2 separate regions of the Cricetulus griseus genome follow, and region 2 is linked to region 1. Evidence: chromatin contacts called from public Hi-C data. All regions are on one chromosome and are shown on one strand. Each heading gives the region's core, a stretch centred on a gene start, on an enhancer-like site or on the middle of the called end of the contact. The rest is flanking DNA. Distances are from core to core; before and after follow the strand shown.

Region 1 (5,554 bases), core at 413-2,912:
TTTTTCATTGCTTTTCTTTCTTTCCCTGTCGTCTGTCGTGAATTTTAAGGGCTGCCAATTCACCACTAAATGTTTCAGTCTAATCAATATAAGCTTAAGAAAAAAAAAAAAAAACACCAAAAAAAGAAAAGAGGAAGAATTAGTTTTTTTAAAACTCTAAACATAAGAGAGTAGATTGAAAATTATATTTAGTGTTTTTTTTTTTTTAAGTTCCAAGCAATAGTTTGTAGTTGTCGTCCCCCCTCCCCCCTCAGCCTGGGGCTTTGCACACCCTCACCACCACCCCCCTTCCCATTCCACTTCATCCAGACAGAGGGTAACAGTCTGAGCTGCCCTGGTTGAGTTGATCCTAAAGTTAACATTCAGCAGCCCATTTCCAGACAGCAGCGCTAAATCTATTTGGATAAAACGCGTGTGACCCAGACAGTTGGCATTTGGCCCAAACGCGTTGCACCAGCAGCTCAAATAAAAACAAGAGTAAGAAACTTACTCTCTTGTTCCCTCTCAGTGTGCTTTCTTACTCTGGCTTGCTTTCTCTGCTCCTAGCACAAGTGGAAAACTTATCAAAGACAGAAATTATAGCACATATTATCAGAAAGATTTTCCAATACTTCCTCCAGCACTCTTGTTCTCGCTCCTCAATCCCTAAACTTTAGTCTCATGTACCATATATCCAGACATATCCTGATAAACAAGGCTCCAGAGAGTTGAGTCTAGCATGGCCCAAGTGGGCAAAAGTAAATCAAAACCACACGCTTTCATCTCTGATTAGCCTATTAAGAGCTTACCATATTCTAGAGCATCAGCGCTACAGCCAGCACACTTCTGCTGGCCTGAGAGCACAGGCATAAAATATGCACTTCTCTGAATACTAAAGACACTGACATGAAACGGATTTGCAGAAGGCAATTGCATAAATCTGGAAAACGATTGAAAACACACATCATCATTACTTTCTCCACCACTATCCGGTGATTAGTTAAAAGAGCACGATGATCATAATCAAGTCCATCTCACACAACATGTAAATTCATACAATGAGCGCATATTTTTCACATCATAAAATACCTGTAAGCCCCGGAATTCTACATCCGCGAGTAGTCTAGAGTTTTAAAGATTTGTCTGTAAAATGAATTTAGTCAAATTCACTCTTTGCCATAAAGCACTCGCGCGCGCGCGTGTGTGCGTGCGCGCGCGCTCACACACACACACACACACACACACACACACACACACACACACACACACGAGAGAGAGAGAGACAGAGAGAGAGAGAGAGAGACAGAGAGAGAGAGAGAGATCTAAGCGTTATTAGTAAGACAAGCAAAGCACAAGGTTTTTTTTTTAAAGGTTTCATTGAATATTGTGAAATCTTTCTTACCGTTTTCATCTTCAAATTCTGATAAAAGGTAAATTTCAAACAATAGAGATTTCACTGGACGACTCACGTACTCCCTCTCTCTCTCTTTTCTTTTTGCCCCCCTTTGCAAAGCCACACCAGCCAGTTATTCTGCAGCCAGAATAAAACCCTATAGTCTCGCTAACCGGAGCTTTAGGGAACAGACTGCCGATTTGGCAGTTAAAAAAAAAAAAAAATTTAGAAAAAAATACTTTTAATACATCCAAGGCTATCAACCTGAGACGTGCTTTGCAACCCCCCCACTCTCTCCCTCCCCCGCCCACCCCCCAAAAAAGGAAAGGAAAAAAAGAAAGAAAAGAAAGGGGAAAGGCTTATTGGGGGGGAAGTGGTGCCCTCTCTTCCTGGACAGCTTAGTGCCTTTGCTATGCAAATAACATGTGCAGAGCATCAAAAGGTATCAGGAGAGAGAGAAGACAAGAGGAGCAGGAAGGGCAGGAAAAGTTTTGTTGAAGTAGCCCTCGAGCTCACTGCCGGCCCCCAGCCAACTTCAATTGCAGCAGAAGAAAATTTTGGCAGCTTTCCTCAGAGGCAGAACAAACTGACGTCAGTCTGCAGATGTGCCTGGGCTGCCTGCGTCGGTGCGCATGTGTCCTGGGTCGTCACGTGGAGGGGGAGGGGAAGTAGAGGTACAATCGGGGTATCCAACTACCAGCCATTCAGAAGGGCTTAGACAATGTCAACTTTTCCTCCCTGTGAATGAGAGAAACTCTGGCCCTCTAACCTCTCTCCCCTAACCCACTCCGCCTCCTTCCTCCCCTCTAACCTCTTTCAGAGTCTTGTCTGGTTTGTTATTAGTGTTTCTTGGGAAAGGGAAAGAGGGGTAGAGAGAGTGAGTGACTTTAGATATACTAATGTCACTGTCAAATTTTCGGTGTCATTCTCTGTTTTTCTTAATCTGCAAAATAAAAGCATTTAAAAGGTGTTCATAAGATTTCTGTAAGGAGTCAGATCTGTGGAGCACGCAAATTTCAAGACTTGAAAGCAACATGTGTACAAAACGCCTGTGTGTTGAATACATACTTTAATAGGTGAAGTTTCCACCAAAAGAATGAAAGCTAAACAAAATCGAGCCCTGCAAATTTTCCATGTGATTATCGGCTTCAGGATATGTGGAGCTTTAAAAGGAAAGGGGTGTGGGTGCATTATTTCCAGATGAGAGACTGGACGGTGTTTAAACTGCAGCCGGGAAAGCAACAAGTGAGATGTAATTTTTAGCAGTATATTGAATGAGACTTCAATGACTGCTCAAAGGAAAAGAAATCCAAAATAAGCCCCCTGATACCTTAAGGGGGAGAGGGACTACGACACAGGAACCCTGATGAGGTCTCAAGATAAACAAACAAAACCTTAGAACTGGTTCTTCTAGCTTCCAATCCCACCTCCCCCTCCACACCAGCTGCTAGTCCAGCCTTTAAGGGTAAATACCACAACGATGTAGCACTTTCACTTTCATTTGCTAGGAGAAAGCCCCTGGCGTTAAACTGTAGGGGAAAAAAAAAAATGTCCTTTCCCTGTCCTAAGCAAACAAACAATGTCTGGCGCAAGTATCAGAATCAGGAAAAAAAATTCTAAAATAGCTGAGGACAAACGTTGCCTTTTTCGGTGTAATCTGCTGCATCATTTATCTGTCTGTCCCGTGGAGTATGGAGTTAGTAGTTTAATGGTTGCCAAGGTTGGGGGAGGGGAAATTAAACCCTGAAATTGCAGTCTTTAATTAACACTAAGTCAATTTCCTATGGCCAGAACCAGAAAATGGAATTGGATTTAAGGGAGGAGACTAAGGAAGAGGCACTTTCTAAATGCCTGTTCTTAAATTTCTAGCTTCTGCTAATGTTGCTGTCCATTTGATTTTTTTTTTTTCCTTTCCTACACTGGAGGTGGTAGGTGTAGTTATTCTAGAAAACTTATGAACACTTTGTTTAAAGAATGCATAGGTCAGACTGGGAACGTGGAGCAATACATTTACTTCAACACTTCCTCAAGGGATAGAAGGCAATAGCATTTGTCCAGTTGATAGCTCTCATTTTGACCTTAATCCTCCTTACTATATAACTCAGTGCATAGTAAACATAGAAACGTGTTCTGTGGTTGGTACTGACAGTTTGAAATAAAGATGATTCATTGAGCTGTGTGTGTGTACAGTACATTGAGATTGCTAGACCTCACAGCAACACTAGCAAACACCAAAAAATGAACATAGCACAGAGCTAGCTGCCTTTGCATAAAATTCCCCGTTAATACGTATGAGCTTCAACTTTCCTTGATATTACAAGCACCCGTATAAGAGAGTTACAGCAAACACAGGAAAGTAGTCAAGGTGTAGACACAGGAGTGTCACCTTTGTTGCCTACCTGAAGAGCATTTGCTCTGTTAAATTAGGCTGCCCTAGGAGGTAGCTGCCTTGGAAAACAGAGAGAACTGGACCTCTGCTGTCTAATTACTTATTCAAAGAGTGCCATCCTGCGTCTAAACAGAGTAATGAAAATTTTCTAATTTCCCTTGCCTCCTCCAAATACTGGAACTAAGACTATAATAATGTGTAGAACTGAAAAACTATTAGTGTAAGAAATGGAGTGTCAAAATTTATATACATTTTAGACATTTTAACTTTATTACAGAAACTATTAAACATAAGAAAAACAGTGCAATGATCCCCAACATAGCCAGTTGTAACAAGCACTGAATGAAGTACAAGTCATCTTATTTACCCTATATTTTCATTACTCATTCCACACCAATGGACCATTTTAAAATCAACCCCAGATTCTTCATTGCCTCCATTAAGTACTCTTGCATTTCTAAAATATAAGGACTAAGTTTTAAAAAACAAGTACATTGCTGTTACTCTTAAAGTAATGATAACTTCTTTGTGTAACCAAATACCAATACTCAAATTTCTCATCACAAAGTCATCTCTTAAATGGAATTATAGGCATATAATGTATTGTACTGATACCAAACACACATCCCTGTGTTTTGAGACAGGGTCTCCCTTGAGTTGCCCAGAGTTGCCTTGAACTCATGGCAATCCCCATGCCTTTGCCTCAGAAGTGCTAGGATTACAAGCATGAACAAACATACTCAGCTCTGCTGATCTATCTCTGATATATGCTTTCCCAGTAAACCTTGTTTGTTTTTCTGTTTTATGAGGCACTGTCTCCCACTGTAGACCAGGATGGCCTACAACAGTCTATGTAATTTGAGCTGCCATCAAACTTGTAATCTCCCTTCCTCAGTCTCCCAAGGGATGGTATATATTATGTGTCTCCACACTAGGCTCTATTAATAAATCTTCTATTAAATTTGAACAGTTATACAGAGAAGTTGACAAGTCCATACCTTGGTGCTGTGTTCTGTCTAAAAGCATTTTACAATGTGAATGTTTCCTTTTTCATTACTTATATTTTAATTGAGTAATAAAATGATACATATTTATGGTATATAAACATAAACATGTATATATACATGTGGCAGAACGGCTAAAACAAGCTATTTAAGAGTTGGGGATGGCTCATTGGTAGAATATACGTCTGCCTAATTTATGGGGATCTAGGTTTGATATTTGTCATATGTATTAATGTACATACTTACACTTCTTTATTGGTAAAACACTTAAAATTGTTTACTTAGTAATTTCAAGTGCATAATACATTACATATTTATATGAAATGGGTGAATGAAGTAAATCAAATTCCATGTGTTAGTCAGATGATTGTGTATTTATGTGGGTATATTTTAATAGCCAAGAGAGCTGGGGTAAAGCAGAAGCAACTACAGAAATTTTTAGAATTTGTAAATTTTGTAAGGATCCTTCCCCCTCACAGAAGTCACCACTGCCTCAGTTGTCTTAGAGCTGCACCAGGACTTGGGGAAGCCAAGGTACAACCCCACATACCCTCTAGGTCACCAGGACCTGGGGGTGCCAAGAACTCAGAGTTGCTATAATGGTGGCCTTTGACTTTTCAAGCAGCTGCAGCCTCCAATGACCTGCAGCAGGCCAGGCCTGGCCCAGAGGGCAAAGGCAAGCTGAGGCCAGGCTAAGCCTTGAAGCCCGCAGCCTTGAGAGCTGCTGCCACGGCCGACGCCGAACAAAGTGTATGGAAAAAATAATGCAGCCTGTCAGAAACTGCTTTA
Region 2 (5,369 bases), core at 481-2,980, 190 kb before region 1:
GGACATCATTAACTGGAGAGTAGTTTCCCTTCCAAGAGGTGATGCATGTATTGCTTTCCTCTGGGAGTCAATCTGTTCCAAAACACTTGTCTACTTCTCTAAAAGAACAGAAGTACTGGTCATTATATCCAAATTTTAAGCAAAATTATTGTTCTCATACTTATAGATGTTTTGAAGCTGCAATTAGTATTTCCATTTTTTATGTTCATCTTCATGCTTTCCTTTAAAAAAATCCTTGAATTTTCCAAAATGCCATGAGATAAAATGTATTAATATACATTTCAATACAAGACAATGGATGCATACTTATTTAAAAACAAAACAGCAGGGACTAATTTACTTTCTGACATTTTGTAGGACAAGAGGAAACAAGGTCATTTTTCATTAGAAATACATCACACCCCACATTTCACTTATTTTCTTGCATTTATGATTGCATCTCTCTAAAAGCTCATCAAGTTTAGATTTCATATATAATGGACTACTTTTGGACTATGAGAACCTGGTCTGTATATTTTAACAGAGCTGAATACCTGTTGATTATATCAGTGTCAAAGAATTACATACATATTTCATTCTAATGTAATTTACAAAATACTCATCTTGATCTTAAAAATTAGTCCATGTGACTTGTTAGCACAACTAAAAACATTCACATTCCACAATTTACAAAATTCTTAAGTAGTATATACTTATGATTTATTGGCAGACATATCTACCACAACTTGCTCACATTTCACAAAATGCAATGACACACACACAGGGAGACTTTTATTTATAAACATCCTTGGTGAGATTTTTATATATACTCATTTTTGCTTTGTATCAGGAATCAAAAGACAGATATTTCAAGATATCAAAGAGAAACAAGTGTTTCAGATTATACAAAAGATATTGTTAACATTTTGCTCTGGGAAATGGGCACAAAAGCAAAGCTGTTCCCTGAAATTACCCACCCCACCCTATAAACACACAAGCTAAATAACTCAGAATTGTAAAGGTTGCCCTGACAGCACACATGTAATCACAAACCTGACTGCCTGCTTCCATCCCTCCCTTCTTTCCTCCCTCTCCCCCTCCTTCCCTCTCTCCTTCCTCTCCTCTTTCCCTTCTCTCCTTCCCTTGCTTTCGTCTGGTTATTTTTAAGCTGTAATATAATTTTTTAAGAAGGAATTTGTTCACAAATGTGGAGTTCTTATGAAACAGGATTATTTGACGAAGGAAACTTTTCCTGAAGAACTAGGCACCAAATGCTTCTCCCAAGGCTGCTTAGGTATGGGTGAGCTTGTCTCAGCTGTTCTGCTATGGCCACATTAAACTAAACCCTTTAGATTTAAGGAAATCTAATCTTTAGATTTAGATTGACAGGAAAAACTATTAAGTCTACTGATCTCAAAGACTAAGTTCTGTAGTCTCTATCTCAATGGCGAGTTGTTGAAGAAGGTCTATTTTGTTGTTTGCAGTGACAAGACTCCTCAGATCACCTTTAGGAACATGTTTTTAGGGGGTCTGAAATATATGCCCAAACAATTTACTGGCAAATATCTTAAAGTACGTTGTATTCATTCCCTCCCAATCCCTAGAATAGCAAATGACAGCAGTGGAATTTTTAACTATTAAAATTGAGATTTTTGAGGAAAGAATGATTCATAAGAAGCATAGCTGTTATCCATTCACAGATGTTCCATGATATTCATCAGATTACCTCCCCATTGTGTCATTCCAGTGGGCAGATAACTATGTCCATGTGGTCACCTAGTCAAATACCTCTACTGTTAGTCACAGAACTCAGCTACCAGCAGTGGCTTAGACAAGCAACTTGTTCACTCTGAAGGAAATGTTCATTTATATCAAGAGCAAGGGACTGCATTTTTAGGTGTAGCATGTATTTTTTTATATAAATAGTAGCATGTATTTTTAAAAGGCATAAAATGTGACTATTCTTGAAACAAAAATGCTGGCAGTTAATTCAGCATGTTAGTTGATTCTCAGAAAAGTATAAACATCAAAACTACAAAATGGAATTGATGTTGCTAAGTATCAGTGACAGAAACTGTTAAGTCAGTTTCTACAGGTTATGATAAAAGTTTGGTTTCATAGCCAGGCGTTGATAGTGTACGCCTTTAATGCCAGCACTCAGGAGGCAGAGGCAGGAAGATCTCTGTGAGTTCGAGGCCAGCCTGGTCTCCAGAGCAAGTGCCAGGATAGGCTCCAAAGCTACACAGAGAAACCCTGTCTCGAAAAACCAATAAATAAATAAATAAATAAATAAATAAATAAATAAATAAAGTTTAGTTTCATTAAGAGAGCACTACAAATGTTTGTTCACAACTGCATTTGTTTAAAGCAACCTATATTATAAAAAGCAGGCCCACTGAAATTTGAATCACAGATCAGATCAGACTGGTATAAGTAATTAGCAGAAATTTACATTTCACTGTGCTTCTTGAATGATGTTGGACTTCATATTAAGAATTACAAATTAATTCAACTTTGGCCATGTCTTCCATACTGCCAAGAAACTGGGAACTATGGGACTTCTAGATATTATAATTTCAGCATGCTATTTTTTAAGAAAGATTTATTTATTTATTATGTATACCATGTTCTGCCTGCACATTTGCCTGCAGGCCAGAAGAAGGCACCAGATCTCATTACAGATGGTTGTGAACTACCATGTGGTTGCTGGGAATTGATCTCAGGACCCCCGGAAGAGCAGCCAGTGCTCTTAACTCTGAGCCATCTTTCCAGCCCCAGCATGCTATTTTCTTGATAAGGTAAAAATTAACATCCTTGAAAACATAGCTAAAATTGTTTATATTTTACAAAGATATTTTTCCTTACATTCATCTTTATTTTCTTCCAAAATGTATCAGTATGGCATTATTCTCTTTCAAATCTTCTCACAACGCTTACTGTTTTCCTCTAACAGAATTCATACTTCCATCCAGGTTTTATGACCACATCTGGCAGGCTGATAGTTTTGTTTGCTTATTTGTTTCTTTTTTGATCCTAAGACAGCATCAATAGGATGACTATAAACAAATTAATCTAAATGGATAGAGTTTTAAACACAACCTTTAAGTTAAGGTAGATATAGCTTTTAACTCAGAAAGTAGAAAATACAGATCAAGTGGAAATAATCTAAGTGAACAAGAGAAATGGAGTTTAGAATATTTGCATATAATCATGCCTCATGTGCATAGCCTCTTTTAAAGTAGTATGTAAAACATTGATAAATTCATTTTAAACCCTATTATAATAGTTCTACAAAATTAGTATGCTTTCAAATCTGAAGACCCAAAGTTTATGACCAAATTGTTTAAGATGTCTACATACCCAGTTAGTGCACATTTAGTGGGAAAAAAATTCTCGTGTCTCAGTGTTCCTAGCCCGTGGAGAAAGGCAAATGGTCTGAGAATTTAATTGACCAAATTAAAACTGTGCTGACTATATTTTTACTCTTAAAAAACTTTAAGTTATTAGCATAAAAACTGTTTTTATATAATCCCTCCATGTTATTAAAAGTAATGAATTTAACACATTATAAAGTAAAAATTAAGTTTTATTTTCTTATTTTGCTAATACATATTTACCGTAAACCTTTACAAAGACATGTCCTATTTAGAACCATTTAATTTGCCTACATTTCATTTTTGATATTTAAGAACCAAATATGACAAATGATGGTTTTAAGCATAGAAATGTAAACATAACTCGGGCTACAGATTCAGCTCAGTGGTACAGCATTTGGCTAGCATGTGCAAGCCATTAGATTCAATTCACAACATGGAGAGAGGGAAAAAAAGAAAGTCTCACTCACTTTGTTGTCTGTGATCTTACATTTATCAGATCCTATGTTTAGTATTTTGCCGATAGTTTAAAGTTAGGATCTACTTGGCTACCAAAGGCCCCATTCTACAATATAAGGACTGAACTTGAATTACTGCTTAAATTACACAACACCAAATAGTTTTTAGTGGCATATTGTAATAGTGTATAACACAGGAAAAAGAGCAAGAAACCTGCCGAATGGCAAATGAGAACTGGATGAAGCTGTTTATTGCTCTCCCTGTAAGGTAGTGGATATCTCTCTCACATTCAGGCCAATCCTGAGTGAAGGCTCAGAGGACACTGACCTTCTTCATTTCTGATAAATACTTTTACAGACTCATTTATAATATGGTATTTGAAGTCATACTGCTCTTCTTGCAGCAGTTCACCATTTAAGAATTAAATTCACCAGCTCATTCTTTTTTAAAGTCAAAGTCAGTGCTTGAAAATTTAACTTGGAACAGTGGCACATGTTAAATCACAAGGCAGAGGGCAGCAGTGGCTAAGGGCAAGAGAAAGCTCTATGCATTCTCAATTGTACAAGACCTAACATTTCAGTCCTAAGTGGACTCCATCAGAACATATATATGATTAAGTTAATATGGGAAAAGTGAGAAGTACAAATGTACACTTGGGATTGAAGGCCCAACAGATCTCTAAATAATTGAGCAGAGTGGCACAGTATGTCATCTTTCTACAGATTTCTGGAGAGGAAGAGAAGGGAATACTCAGATTTTATACTTAAAAATGTAGCTGGGGGCTAAGGCAATAATTTGCTTAGCCACAGCATATAAAATAGTTAGCAATCAAGACAACATTATATAACCACAGCATACATAGCATATGGCCAGTATTATTAATGTAATCCTAATAGTCAATGCAGATAGCATCCAAAGAGTGACAAGTGCCAGGAAACAAAACAAAACAACCCAACAAACCCTATTTGCCCTATCTTCAGCTGCTGGAATCTGACTATTGAGTTGTGTGTTTGCTGGCCAGACTTAAGCATTTGCAGGGCACAGCAAAGTCCGTCTGCCTTGGATCTAACAGCTGGCACCCAGAGTACCAATTCACTCCACCCACATGGCTTTCCTTCTTTTCCTTTCTTTGCCTTCCCAGTGTTTTCTGTCTGTCCTGGGCAACAGTAGATGTCCTGAGGAAGCACAGGATGATCAAAATGGAAATGTAACTCTAAAAATACTGTATTTTTCATTGCTAGCCATGATGGCATATGCCTTTAATCCTAGCAGTTGGGAAGCAGAGGCAGATAGATCTCTGTGGGTTCCAGGCCACTCTGGTCTACATAGCAGCCAGGGCCACATAGTGAGACCCTGCCTAAAACGCATATGTATTTTTAGAGCAATTGTGTTTAGTGGAGATAAATTAGAATGCGGCACATACACAATGGGTTTACTTGAGGACATAGCACACATTGACGGGATTTCTACTATTCACTAGGTAACAGGAATATCCTGAAAAATGTCTAAATTAACCTGACTCATTAAGTTCTTTCTATGTTTATGGTATAAATTTAA

Evidence for each region. Hi-C and Micro-C count contacts between places; a contact is called where the count stands out from the background.
Region 2: a Hi-C map of the CHO-K1 cell line shows a contact between it and region 1, with 7 times the contacts expected there. The contact joins the enhancer-like site here to the promoter of Adamts6 in region 1. A contact is called at or near these places in 2 of 8 Hi-C or Micro-C datasets (both in the CHO-K1 cell line).

Annotation. Positions count from the first base shown.
Region 1 is chr2:322,557,119-322,562,672 of CriGri-PICRH-1.0, reverse strand. It overlaps Adamts6 (A disintegrin and metalloproteinase with thrombospondin motifs 6), which reads right to left and starts at 1,662. Exons shown (of 26, transcript XM_027401535.2): 1 at 1,382-1,662; 2 at 1,069-1,122.
Region 2 is chr2:322,747,207-322,752,575 of CriGri-PICRH-1.0, reverse strand. All of the region lies in intron 21 of Adamts6 (A disintegrin and metalloproteinase with thrombospondin motifs 6), which reads right to left. Among named protein-coding and RNA genes, the nearest start is that of Adamts6, 190 kb to the right of the region's middle. Within about 2 kb of position 1,730, at least 2 of the 6 cell types and tissues checked have open chromatin away from gene starts, as enhancers often do. A contact at or near this core is called in the CHO-K1 cell line, where this site is marked.